Linked DNA regions of Mus musculus: region 1 is linked to region 2. A link is a contact called in public HiChIP or PLAC-seq data. All regions are on one chromosome and are shown on one strand. The core of a region is the stretch at or near the end of the contact, and the rest is flanking DNA. Distances in the headings are between cores, read along the strand shown. Region 1 holds the start of Slc2a3 (solute carrier family 2 (facilitated glucose transporter), member 3). Region 2 has its middle 18 kb from the start of Nanog.

Region 1 (6,774 bases), core at 252-2,751, 52 kb after region 2:
CTTCCTCTCTTTGAGAGGAGGTCCCACGCTCTGTACTCCAAGCTAACCTCAAGTCAGCTCCTCACTTCTCCTGCTTCAGCCTCTCAGGTTTGGAGTCACAGGTGCGAGGTGCTATGCTCAGATTTTTATTTTTCTTATCTCTAGACTACCCAACCCACCAGCAACATCCTGGGCCCTCTTGAGAGTCTTCCTGTTCTCTAAATATGGTACCATTCTCCGCCCAGCTGGCCAGAGCCTCTGCTCATTTTAAACACATTATTAGGAGCCATTTTTAGCAAGGGGGGATCAGGCAGACATCTCCTCACCTTGCTGGGAAATCACTCAAGCAGGCAGGGACATCTCAAAACTGGAGTCTGAGGCCGACCTATTTGGCCTGCTACAACCTCTTCACCTGTCCTTAAGTTCCTCTTAAGGTCACTCCCGGTGGCAGGCTGGGAGCGTCTAGCAGCGAGCTGACCTTCCCGGCAGCCTCCCAGTCTCTCGGTGGTTAAGTGCTGTCCCTTCCAGGCGAAGGCCCTTTCCTTGTTGTAAAACCCTCTTTACAGACATCCCCTCTTTTATCCTGATTTTTTTTTCACGGTCTCTTAATTTACTTAATTTCCAAGTTAATCTTCGTGGAAATGCCCTTTTCCTTACAAATACTGCCTTCCTCCCTCCGCCCACACTAACTCCGATACATCCTGCACTCACAACCATAGTAAGGACAACTGGACTTCCCTCCCCACAGTACCGGGAACCCAAGGACCGATAGCGGGATGCTGAACAGCAAACCCAAGCCAACCCCACGTCCTCTCAAGGTCTAAGCCTTTCCCAAGCCTTCCAGCTGGCTCCGAGACCCCCGCGGCCAAGTCCTACCCTCTTCGCTCTCATCACAGCTACCTCAAACACACCCGAGAGGCAAACAGCTTCTGAGGTGACTTTCACGTGCTAAGAAGGTGTCCGAGAGGATCCTCGTCAGGTAGGAGATGCCTAGAACGCTAACACTAGTATCGAATTGCTTGCTGGAGCTGATAAGAAAAGGCCTCCGTCCGGATGGCTCGGTGACTTAGGAGAAACCGGAGCACGGCGATCCGCACCACGACCTACCTCCGTGAGGACCCCAAACAAGCAAATAAAAACAACCAGCTCTTACCTTCGTTGTCCCCATGGTCCCAACCTAGTTCTCAAGTCTTAAGGTAGATCTAGAGGTATCCAGCCAATGTTCTCGGCAGCAAGTGTTCCTCGGGTCCTACAGAAGCCGCTCTCAGAAGGCTTAAGGACTATCACCGAAAGCATCACAGCCCGAAGCCCAGCCTACCTATTTATAATCTCTGCAAGGGGTGGAGCCTTCAACCTCCCACCCCCCAATCCTTAACCTGTGACCCCAGGAATTCAGTGACCTCTTATCTGATCTTCACCGCTCCACCCCCAGCCCCTGTCCTTTGCAATCAACCACCATCACCCACCCCCTCCTGCTTTTTACCACATCCTCCTCGTGGTTCTTTTTTTTTTCCCCTCAAAGCGCTTCCAAATTCCTTCCCCTTTTCAAGAGCCGACAGCCTTTTTGTTTCACAGAAAAAAATACTAAAACAAAGTTTGGAGGGCGGGCAAATTTGAAGGCAGTCGGGATGGAATCAGTCTAAACGCAGAGTAGAGTCAGTGCTGCTTTTAGTTGAAAGTCATCCAAGGAGCAGGAAGCAGAGAATTGATAATGCGTTTTCATTATAGGCTGGGTGTACTCGCCTTGAAGGAGGGAAAGGCGAGGCAGTCCAAGAAAACGCATCCAGGTGTGAAGGCAGCCTTCTTGACTTGAGGCTCCAAGAAGGATCAAGTGAAGTACACAGCCCCAATTCCTCACCACAGCATACGCCACCCCACCCATTGTGAATTCTGCCTCTCTCAGCTCTGTTTTGAGATTAACAGCATCTAGAAACACAACAAATATCTAATTCAACTTACAGATTTTTGCTGAGTGCATAGCTCTCAAGCGGGAAGAAAAAATTAAGAGCTGGGGTGGAGGTGTCTCGCAGTGGTATAGCACTTGCCGCGGCTCTAGGTTAAACCCCCAGAACAATCAGTCTAGGGTAACTGATTCTCATATAAGAAACGTTTGCTAACATACTATTACCTAGGGATTGTGTGTCTCTCGAAAGACAAACTTGAGACAAGTACTTCACTACCACACTGAAAGAAACCTAAAAAGTTGGGTACGCGAAAGGAGAGCTTACAGAGAGGCCTGCGATGGCCTGCAGGAGGCAGGCACATTTCAGGTGAGCTCCAGAGTGAAGCAGCTGAGCACGTGATAAACGTGTGACACTGAGGCTCTAGGCTCTGACTCCCGGTGCGGGGGAGGGAAGGCGACCCCTCCCCTGAAGAGTGATTTGGTATAGGCTCGAGGAAGGAAAGGCATCTTCAGTCCCTAGCTTTCTGGGCAGAGATCTAGACTGATGGACTGAACTGAAGCAAACCTGGTCCCTTTCTCCTTAAAGGAGGGTCTTTGCCAAATCGGATGCTTGCTGAGAAAACTGAGGTGGAGTGAACCGGACCGCGCAAGAAAATCATCCCCGAGGTTGCACCCCCTTGCTCTCGTCATTTTTCTTTCCTAGAAGCACTGAGTCGGAAGCGCCGTTTAATTACCACAGCAACTGAATCTAGCAGCTAAAGAAATAGTAAAGCCCAAAGGCCAGTGCCTGCCAGTAGAAAGAGAATCCAAGCCACTTGGTGCAACATTCCATTTTCCTGTAGCCACATTAGAAATAATGAAGGTTGTCAAGATGGCTTAGCAGGTAAAGGCACTTGCTGCCAAGTCTGGAGACCTGAGTTTCATCCCCACGACCCACACATGGTGTCAGGAGAAAACCAAGTCCACAAAGTTGTCCTCTTTTTGTTGTTTTGTTTTGTTTTGTTTTGGAAACAGGGTTTCTCTGTGTGGCCCTGGCTATACTCGAACTTGCTTTGTAGACCAGGTTCCCTTCCAGCCTTCCAGGTGCTGTACAACACTTGGTGCACAGACATACACGTAGGCAAAACACCCATAATGCATAAAATATAAAGGTGTTTTTCTTTTTTTCTTTTCCTTTTCTTTTTTTCTTTAAGGCACTCGGGAGGGTGGAAGTGGGCTAGTGATCTGGGAAAGACAGATGCTCCAAAGCCTAAGATTAGCTCTGAAACAGAGAAAATTATGCTTGCAGCAATGTATGTTTTTTAAAGATTACAGCTGGAATTTAGCTGAATTCCCAAGAATCTAAAAAGTGCTAAACAAATTGAGACAAATGCTCTTCAAAGCAGAAGCTCGTCTGATGCTTAAGCCACAAGGCCTCATGCTACTGTGGGCTTAGCAGCAGAGTCCAAGACAGACAGTCCTCATCTCGAGCAACACAGACCAGCTGCTGACTAGCTGTTAGAGATTGCCTGGGGTCCTCAGTGCACTGTGGGAGTGCATGTGAAGGGTTCCCTGGGGAACTCGGTACATTGTAGGAATTCCTGTGCCGGGTTCCCTGGGGTCCTCAGTGCTCTGTGGGAGTGGTTGCCAATTGACCGAAAAGTCCAAGTCCCAGTGAGGGTGACCAACCTTGAGGGACAAAGCACTCAACAGCCTCATGGCTGAGATGCAGTAACAACACCTATCTACTACGTGTCCTTAGATTGCTTGAGAGTTCTTCTATCTTTGCTGGATATCAAAGAGGGAGAAGCACGAAGGGGACTTTAGTAAAAGTACCCAGTTGGGAGCTAAGAGCAAAGTAGGTGTGCTTAGGAGAGAGGGAACAAGAACAATAGCCTGGGATACCAGTTCCCAATGCACACACCTGCACAATTGGAGCCCCAATCTGGTCTCCTGCTGTTAGCCTGTTGAGGTTTGCTAGTGTGACAACTAAGCAGAAGGACAAGGGATCCTACAAAAGAGCACTCAAGATTTTAAACTCAGCACAGTGCCCCCGGCCTGGGAAAACGCAAGCAGAGCCAGTTGTAAGGACTGCCCAGACCCCGTGCTTTACATTTCTATCAGTCCCCACAAACAGCAACCTGCATGGTTTCGTGTGTCTGATTTTAATCTTTCCCTACCAGGTGAGGTGTCCCCATAATTCACTTTGAATCTGAAAACACGGTTTAAAAAAAAAAAAAAGAAGCAGCAGCAGCAGCCCTGGGGTGAAGAAAGGAAAAATCTGAGAAATGCCGCTTCTCCTGTTGACACTGCCTTTAAACCATTCATTACTGCTGCCGGTCCTGAAAACCGGATTCCAGCCCCCAGCTTCTCATCACTGTGGCAGATCTTGCGTATCCCAAAGTCTCCAGGAACAAATTCCAAAGTAGTGTTGACCCTAAGTTAAAATTCAAAGCACAGCAATCTACTCACAGATCTTCAGTGGTGCCTCCTTAATAAGCCCTGGGTTCAAAGCACCTTTGACTACAGGCGCGTGGGCCACAGTTTAAAACATTCCAGCAGCGCTAACAACAGCAACAACAACAACAAAACCTAACGCACACACGTTAATTTTATTATATTATATTTATCCCATCTGACATGTCCCAAGTTCTCTGTTTCACTTCACTCTCTTCTTCTCTTTGCAGTGCAGGGGATTCAGTCTGGGGCTGACCATACCAGTCTCAGGCCTCAAAGTTCTCATATTAACATCTAACCAACATAAATGACTAATAATCTATTTTGATATTTTTGCACCAGGCCTTCAGAATCCAATGTGCATCTTACTTACAGTGTGCCTCTGATGGAAGAGTCAATTTTTGGGTATTGAGGTGAAATATCCTTTTTCTTTTTTTCTTTTTTCTTTCTTTTTTGTTTTTGTTTTCGAGACAGGGTTTCTCTATGTACCCTTGGCTGTCCTGGAACTAACTCTGTAGACCAGGCTGGCCTCGAACTCAGAAATCTGCCTGTTTCTGCCTCCCAAGAGCCGGGATTAAAGGTGTGCGCCACCACTGCCCAGCGAAATATCGTTTTTCTTTTCATTTCTTCCCCCCCACTCCCATACATTGGTTACTGAACATAGGTCCTTTTGAATATCCTGAGCTGTATTTTCAGCCTGAAATCCTCTTTTAAAATGAAACTGTAGTTTTGAACTCAGTGACCTGAGTTCGAGCACACACAAACACACCACCCACGTGAGTGTGTCACCCCATAGGTAAATAATTCACTGTGATTGTCATACTAGGAGAAACCTATAGAGAACACCAAAACCAATCAAGAGTGCCCTGGAGTTCTGCACATTTTGCTACTGTATGCCATGGATGGATAAGTGTGTTCTCCAAAGATTCCTGTGCTAGAATCCAGGTCCAGCACAGCCATGCTAAAGGGAAGTAAAACCTTTAAGTTGTAAGGCCTCAGCGCGCACACACATACACACACATCATTCATGGATCAGAGAATAACTTTTGGGAGCCTGTTCTCTTCCCTTTCTTCTATGTGACCCCAGGAATTGAACTCTGTTACCAGACTTGGAAGCAAGTGACTTATTCTCTGAGCCATTTCACAAGCCCCTAAACCTCTTTTCAGGCTCTTAACAGTCAGGCAGGCATATGCTTTCAATCCTGGCTCTGGGTGGATTAAGGATCAAGAATTCCAGGCTAGCCGGGCATGGTGGCCTTTAATCCCAGCACTTGGGAGGCAGAGGCAGGCAGATTTCTGAGTTCGAGGCCAGCCTGGTCTACAAAGTGAGCTCCAGGACAGCCAGGGCTATACAGAGAAACCCGGTCTCGAAAAAACCAAAAGAAAAAAAAAAAGAATTCCAGGCCACTCAAGTATTTTATTACAGCAACAGAAAATGGACGGATCCTGTTAAATCGTGTTCTCATCATCTCTGTGTCACATTTTCAAGCGGAAATCCAATTCCAGGCCTGCAGAACTCCGTGGTCAATAGTCCTTAATGTGCAAGCTTGATGACCTGCCTCCCCGTCCTAGAACCCCACCACCCCAAATGCTGGAGATGGCTCTGCAATAAGAGTGCTTGCTGCTCTTGCAGCAAGACTGCAGTTCTAGTCCAGTACACATATGAGGTGGCTCACAGCTGCCTGTAAGTAGAGCTCCAGAGCATCCCATAGTTTCTGGTTTCAGCAGGCACCCATGTATGCACAGCCAGGCAGACACAGATAAACACATACATAAAACTAAATCTAAAAATAAAAAGCCAAACGCAACAGTTCATGTCTGCAATCCTAGCACTCCTAAAGTGAGATGGGAAGTGGAGAAGGGGAGGAAGCTCAAGAGACAAGGTAGCCCCAAGTGTATAGAGCAGCAAAAGCAAAGGAGACCCTGCCTTGACAGGATGGAGAAGAGAAATCTCTCCTGAAGTCATCCTCTGGTGTCCATATGCATACCTACGCTCACATATACGATAATAATAACAAATTAAAACAGAACAAAACCAAGCTCCAGCCAAGTGTGGTGGCTCACTGGATCCCCAAGAGCTTGGATGCAGAGGACAAAAACCCAGAGATGAACAGTAGGATGAAGTAAGGAGGTAAGACACCGAGCTGTCCTCACTGGGTCACCATCCCGATGCCCACTGGCACTTGCTGAATACAGGGTTTGAGAAAGGAAGTGAGCCAGGTGGTGGTGGCACATGCCTTTAATCCCAGCACTTGGGAGGCAGAGGTCGGCAGATTTCTGAGTTTGAGGCCAGCCTGGTCTACAAGAGTGAGTTCCAGGACAGCCAGGGCTATACAGAGAAATCTTCTCGAAAAAACAAAAAAAGAAAAAAGATAGAGTGAAGGCAGTTTTATGGCATTTTATAGATTTGGTAAAACACTTTGGTTTAATTTCTTTATAATACATGATTTTGTTTT
Region 2 (7,126 bases), core at 3,498-5,997:
CAGGGAAATGTTAGTGATCCCCGAAAAGATAGATAGGTGCTGATCTGATGCAACTCACAGCAGGCTTACCCCACCCCCCACCCCACCCCGTCCCCCAACGCACCACCATCACACAGGATGGTTTTGGTGGTGGTGGAGCCCTGAATGCCTATCAGGGCATGGCTTTATAGTAAGCAGCAAGCTGGGAGTACATGTGCAAGCATCTAATTGGAAAGTCACCGTGGCCTTTAACACAATTGGCTCGTGTTGGGAGTCATAGCATAAACTTAATTTCTGCTCCCCTCTGCATTGGCGGTTGTTAGGCAGCGGGTGGGGGCTTGTAGCCTGGGGGTACAGGTTGGTTGGAGGAATAGCCTGGAGACACTGGTCTTGGGGGAATAACCTGGAAACTCTGCTCTTGTTGGGGATTAGCCTAGAGACTGGAGCTAGGCTTGGGTTTTGTTGGGGGTGCCAGCCTGTTGGTTTACCTGAATTTAAACTTAGCTCAGGTTCTCTAAAACGGAGTCTGAATTTAAAAGATTTGGCATTTCAAGAGCACATCCAGGCAATGTATGGATCCGTAGTCCCCAGTGCACTGAGCATCACAAAGAGGACACTGAAGATCTGGCAGAGAGGAGGAACCTTCGATGCCTTGCACTAAAACACCTCAGCTCCTGATGACAGATGCTGAGTTCCACACCTGGACAGTGCTCAGTACCCCTCTGCCAACACCGGCACCAGCCAGTCAGCAGAGTCCCTGCCAGTCTGTGTACAGTTTCTCAGCTACAGAACAGTATTTTTCCCAATGACATTTCTGACATAATAACTCCAAATTGCCATAAACTACTTTAAATACGACATTTTTAAGACTATAAGACTACCAGCAGCAGCCAGGAACAGAGACTTAGCAGGGAGGCTGTAGATGCTAACACCTTTCTTGAAACTTCTTGATCTCAAGTCATTGATCGTAAAAACTGTCAGCTCCTCCTTATGTTCCTGATCAGGAAGAAACAAACTTAGATGCTTAACAGCAACAGGTCAGGGCTGGGGACGACAGAATACTCGCCTAGCCTAGCATAATCTATGAGGCCCTCAGTTCTAGTCCCAAGAACTACAAAACAAATACATACATACATACATACATACATACATACATACATACATACATACATAAAACCAAACCAAACCAAACCAAACCAAACCAAACCAAACCAAACCAAACCAGGACAGGAGGAGCGGGAGCGGGAGCAGGAGCGGCCAATTCACTGCTTGAACTGAGCCCGGTGCCACACCCAAGGATAAGGCCTTTGAGAAGCTCGTCATTCGGAACATCGTAGAAGCCTCTGCTGTCAGGGACACATCTGAAGCAAGCATCTTCAAGGCTCACGTGCTTCCCAAGTTCCATGTCAGGCTGCTTTACTGGTGAGCTGTGCCATTCATAGCAAGGTCGTCAGGAATCGGTCTCGTGAAGCCCGGAAGGATGGAACACCCCCACCAGGATTTAGAACTGCTAGCGCTGAACCACAACCTCTACCAAAGGCCATGTAAAGAGGTGGCTTCATAAAAGCGGAAGGAAAAACACCTTGGAAAAATAAAATGGAAGCTATACTTTAAAAAAAAAACAAAAAAAAACAACTGGATCTAAGGGTACAAAGAAACCTCAGTTTTTACCTTTGTGTGGGTGGGAAGTTTTCATAATGCACAAACGTTGATTCTTATGTAAGGTAAAATCAATAAAGAAATGACCAGCCGGGCGTGGTGGCGCACGCCTTTAATCCCAGCACTCGGGAGGCAGAGGCAGGCGGATTTCTGAGTTCGAGGCCAGCCTGGTCGAAAGCGTGAGTTCCAGGACAGTCAGGGCTATACAGAGAAACCCTGTCTCGAAAAACCAAAAACCAAAAAAACAAAACAAAGAAATGACCAACTAGAGTGGCGATGGCTCTGTTTTATTCGGTGTGCAGCTTGCTTGTGCATCTGTAGACAGCCAGTTCTGCTTCATTCTCTATATAGTTCGTAAAGCTCCCAAAGGGAGACTTGATAATATCTTATATAGAGAGCAGAGTATTCTATTGTGATTTCTGTAAAAAAAAAAAAAATCTTTTTATGCGTATGGGAGTTTTGTCTGTATTCTCATCTATGTATCACATGCATGCAGTGTCTGTGGAGGGCAAGAGGATCCTCTGGAACGAGTTACAGTTTTACGCTGCCATGTGGGCTCTAGGAACCAAATCTGGGTCCTCTGATAGGGCAGCCAACAGAGTTCTTCCCAGCTGGGTGGTGGTATTTTCATAGCTCACGCAGATAAGCCCCTCTAGCCAGGCTAAATAGATCCGGAACTCACTGCCCTTTAACCTCTTATGACCAAAATGTACTTCTTCTTATTTAAGCATCCAGGAATCTCAGACTCCCAGGTCTCTATCTTGGCTCTCAGGCTATTTCCTTCTGTCTTCTTCAGCTCTGTTACAGGCTCACAAGGAGCTGTGCAAAACGCCCAGTCTCTTTGGCAGTGTTAGAATAGGAAAACTACCATGTGAGCACGTAAAGAAAAAAAAAGTGACATACCAGTTGAACTGAATCAGTCATTCAGTCAAGGGGCTGACCACCCTTAGGAAGCAGGCTCCTTTCAAACCAAACAAACGAGATGGCTGAAGTAACTAATCTTTTAGTTAGATACTGTTCTCAACCTTCCCAAAATTCCAGCCCGTGGTATAGTCGCTGACGCGCCTCAGTCAAGGTTTGTCCAATCTTCTGAATTACTCAAACAAGTATAATTTTTGCTTTTCTTTTTTTTTTTTTGTTTTTTGTGAAACAAAGTCTCACCTTGTATATCTAGCTGGGCTGAAACTCAGTATATAGACCAGGCTGGCATCAAACACAAAAAGATCTGTCTGCTGAAAATGAAGGCATATGTCACCACACTAAATCTTTCCTAAAACTATTGTTGTTGTTGTTGTTAATGTTATTATTTTGTTTTGTTTATTTATTTTGTTATTTTGGGTTTTCTTTTTCAAGACTGGGTCTCTGTCTCTCCTGGAACTTACTACGTAGACCAGGCTGAAACTCCGAAAAATCCATCTGCCTTTACCACCCAAGTGCTAGGATTAACAGTGTATGCCATCACTACCCAGCACAAAATTTAATATTTTAAATTGTTCGTAGAGGCTTATACATGCCACCATGCCGTATGGGTCATGGCGGGTAGAACTCACTCAGGCTGTCTGCCTTAGTGGCAATTGACTTTTCCTAATGAGCCATCTTGTTGGCTCACGCTGTCACATTTTCTAAAACCTACTTTAAGATTTGATTGGAACTGCTGTGAATGCATAGAAAAATTTTAAGAGTTACTCATTTACTTTATATATATATAATACTCTGCCTACATGTATGTCAGTACACCACATGTGTGCACTGCCTGTAGAACACAGATGAGGGCATCATATTCCCTTAGGGCTGGAGTTTCCAACGTTACCCCCATGACCCATATGGCAGGAGGAGAGAGCAGATACCTACACCATTTTGCCTAGACTGGCTTGAATTCCCAGGCTTAGCTGATCCTCCTGCCTCAGTTTCCCGTGTATCTGAATCCACAGATAAAGAGCCAGAATTCCCTTTTTCATCTATGAGCCTTTGCCTTGAACACCTTCTTTCTCTCTCTTTTTAAAAATGATTATCTAATCATTTGTTGGAGGTGGTGGTGTCCTGTGTGGGGAGATGGCTGGAGTCAGTTCTCGCCTTCCACCACATGGGTCCAGAGGATCAAATTCAGGTCCTTAGGCTGTGTGCAGCACGCATGCTTACCCACTGAGCATCTCACCGGCCCAAACGCTTGCATCAAGACTGAGGTGCCCTGAAATATTTTGAATATAATAGCATTGCTAATGATCAGACCTAGGACCTCACCCATGCTTGTTGGGAACCCCTCAACTGTTTTTTTAAAAGATGTATTTATTTATTTTATGTATATGAGTATACTGTAGCTGTACAGACGGTTGTGAGCTTTCATGTGGTTGCTGGTATTTGAACTCAAGACCTTCCAAAGAGCAGTCAGTGCTGAGTCATCTCTCCAGCCCGAGAACCCCTAAACTTGAGTTCTGTCCCAGCCCCTGTGTGTATTTAAATACAACGTCATCAGGGTCAGCATCTTTTATTTTAGTCTATCCCACATCATTGGGTCCAGACAAAAAAATTAACACAGGTATTAGAGTCTTTTTTCCATGACCCCACCCCCACCCCATCTTCATCACTCGGCTTCAAAACTATGTTCTTCAGGGCTGGAGAGATGACTCAGAGGTTAAGAGCACTGGCTGCTCTTCCAGAGGTCCTGAGTATAATTCCCAGCGACCACATAGTGTGACTCACTACCATCTATAATCAGGTCTGGTACAGCCTGTGGGTTGAAATCCTGCATATCAGATATTTACCTTACCGTTCATAACAGTAGAAAAAATACAGTTATGAATTAGGAATAGGATAATTTTATGGTTGGGGGAGGATCACCACAATGTGTCACAGCATTAGGAAGGGTGAAAAACTACTGCCCTAATACCTACAGAATAACTAATGAGCTTATTTATTCTCCTAGACTATTCCAGAACAACGCTTGCTGGAGTTTGGTAAATCCTTCTTGATATTCCTCCCAGACCTGGAAGCCACACCCATTAAGAAAAAACACGCATTTTTGCCTAAGGTCAAAGATGCCCTGTAGGCAAGGTGGGAAGCACACTCCCAAAAGAAAGGTGTTACCTTTTGCCTGGAGTGCTTTGTTTAGAGTTGTTGGGGATTGGAATTTTGTTGTTGATGTTGTTTTGTTTGTTTGTAACAAGGTTTTATGTGTCAGAGGCTGACCATAAATAAAATGCATGAATGAAAACTTAAAAAAAAAAAAAGGCCGGGCCGGGGCGTGGTGGTGCACGCCTTTAATCCCAGCACTTGGGAGGCAGAGGCAGCGGATTTCTGAGTTCGAGGCCAGCCTGGTCTACAGAGTGAGTTACAGGACAGTCAGGGCTATACAGAGAAACCCTGTCTTGGAAAAACAAAACAAAACAAATAAAAAATATGCTTGCTGGCCTGAGTTCAATTCCCTAGACCCCTGTAAAGGTATCTGAGACTACCAATTCCATAAATTGTCCTTTGACCTCCACACCTATGTGTCCTTTGACCTCCACACCTATGTACACTGGAATAGTGATTGAAGAAAAAGAAGAGGAGAAAGAGAAGAAGAAACAGCAGCAGTAACAACAGTAGCGGCCATGGCAGCAGGCTTGGTGTTTTATATCTTCAATTTCAGCGCATGGGGGAACAGAGGCAAGCAGAACTCTGAGTTCCAGGCCATCCTGGTCTAGAGTTCCAGGTTGGCCAGAAAAGCCCTGTCTTGAAAAACCATGAATTCTGGCATGTTGGGGCACGCCTTTTAATCCCAGCACTTGCAAGGCAGAGGCAGGTAAATTTGAGTTTGAGGCCAGCCTGGTCTACAAAGTGAGTTCCAGGACAGCCAGGGCTACACAGAGAAACCCTGTCTCGAAAAAAAAAGAAGGAAAGAAAAAGAAAGAAAGAAAAACCATGAAAATTATAAAAGAAAACAAGAAAGAGAGAAAAGAAAGGAGCCAGAGTAGTGGTGCACATCTTTAATCCCAGCACTTAGAAATCAGAAACAGGTGGGTCTCTCAGCTCCAGCCAACCCGCTCTACACAATGAATTCCAAGACAGCGGGGGCTGGGTAGAGAGATCCTGTCTCAAAAATAAAACAAAACAAGCAAACGAAAGATAAAACCAGCAAAACCCAAAATAAATAAATAATCCCTGGCTGCTCTTCCAAAGGACCTTTGTTCAATTCCCTATAGGCACATGGGGCACATAACTAATTATAATTCCAATTCCAGGGCATCTGGTGACACCTTCTGGCCCCCCGTGAAGCCGGTATTATGGTATACATAGAGGCAAACCAGCCACACAGAAAAATAACAGTATATGCTTTAAAATTGATAAATGGGGGCTGGAGAGATGGCTCAGCGGTTAAGAGCACCGACTGCTCTTCCAGAGGTCCTGAGTTCAATTCCCAGCAATCACACGGTGGCTCACAACCATCTGTAATGAGATCTGATGCCCTCTTCTGGTATGTCTAAAGACAGCAACAGTGTACTTATATAAATAATAATAAAAAAGAATTCCATTTAAAAAAAATGATAAATGGGTTACATAAAATGAACAGAGAGAACAGCAAACACAATGGGAGAAACTCCTTGCTACCAGCTATACTTGAGAAATGACGTTACTGCCTAGAACATAGAGAGCTGTGACTGTTGAAAACAAACACACAAACCTGTCAGTCAGTAAATTAGTCAAGGAACAGACCCAATAGTTTTCAAAAGAAATACAAATGGCCAATAAATGTTTATTTAAATGTTCAACATCTGTAGCCCTCCGAGAAATGCAATTAAAACCAATTTTACATGTCATTTCAGAATGGCTATCATGAAAACAAGTGACAGACCAGTGAAGTGGCTCACAGAGTCTATTTCCCCCAAGAAGCCCAATGACATGAGCTCAGTAGAGCTCATGCACTATTGAGCAGAGAGAGAGAATATGTGTAGAGAACTCTCTCTCTCTCTGCTCTCTTTCACACACATACATACACACCATACACAGCCTTAAAAGGTTTTTTTAAATCAAATTTTACATTTATTTTGCATGTGTTTGAAGAGGGGGCATGTGTTCCATGGTGTGCTTGTGGAGGTCAGAGGACAAACTTTCATTTATTTATTTATTTATTTATTTATTTATTTATTTATTTATTATATCTAAGTACACTGTAGCTGTCTTCAGATGCACCAGAAGAGGGTGTCAGATCTCATTACGGATGGTTGTGAGCCACCATGTGATTGCTGGGATTTGAACTCAGGACCTTCAGAAGAGTAGTCGGTGCTCTTAACCACTGAGCCATCTCTCCAGCCCTAAAAGGTTTACTTACTTATTTTTATGTGTATGAGAATTTTGTCTACACGTATCTGCTTGCCCAGGGATATGCCTGATGCCTGATGTCCTCAGAGAAGGGTGTCATATCTCTTGGAGCTGGAATTACGTACAATTGAAGACTACCATGTAGATAGTTGGAATATGACTGAACCACTGTCTCCTGAAAGAGCAGTGC

Evidence for each region. HiChIP or PLAC-seq counts read pairs in DNA pulled down with a chosen protein or histone mark.
Region 1: an H3K27ac HiChIP or PLAC-seq map of embryonic stem cells shows a contact between it and region 2, with 21 read pairs. The contact joins the promoter of Slc2a3 here to the enhancer-like site in region 2. A contact is called at or near these places in 2 of 39 promoter capture datasets (embryonic stem cells and macrophages), 1 of 15 datasets of contacts at CTCF or cohesin (the NIH/3T3 cell line), 13 of 484 Hi-C or Micro-C datasets (ECoMG myeloid progenitors, the G1E-ER4 cell line, the HL-1 cell line and 8 more), 13 of 115 datasets of contacts at active chromatin or transcription factors (bone marrow-derived macrophages, embryonic forebrain, embryonic limb bud and 5 more) and 3 of 9 other capture datasets (adipose tissue, liver and pancreatic islet).

The regions. Positions count from the first base shown.
Region 1 is chr6:122,741,244-122,748,017 of GRCm38.p6, forward strand. Slc2a3 (solute carrier family 2 (facilitated glucose transporter), member 3) reads right to left here and starts at 1,502. Exons shown (of 10, transcript NM_011401.4): 1 at 1,133-1,502. The coding sequence starts at 1,147.
Region 2 is chr6:122,685,599-122,692,724 of GRCm38.p6, forward strand. No RefSeq gene overlaps it. Among named protein-coding and RNA genes, the nearest start is that of Nanog, 18 kb to the right of the region's middle. Within about 2 kb of position 4,748, at least 34 of the 459 cell types and tissues checked have an H3K27ac peak or open chromatin away from gene starts, as enhancers often do. A contact at or near this core is called in the HL-1 cell line, embryonic stem cells, pancreatic cancer cells and 1 more, where this site is marked.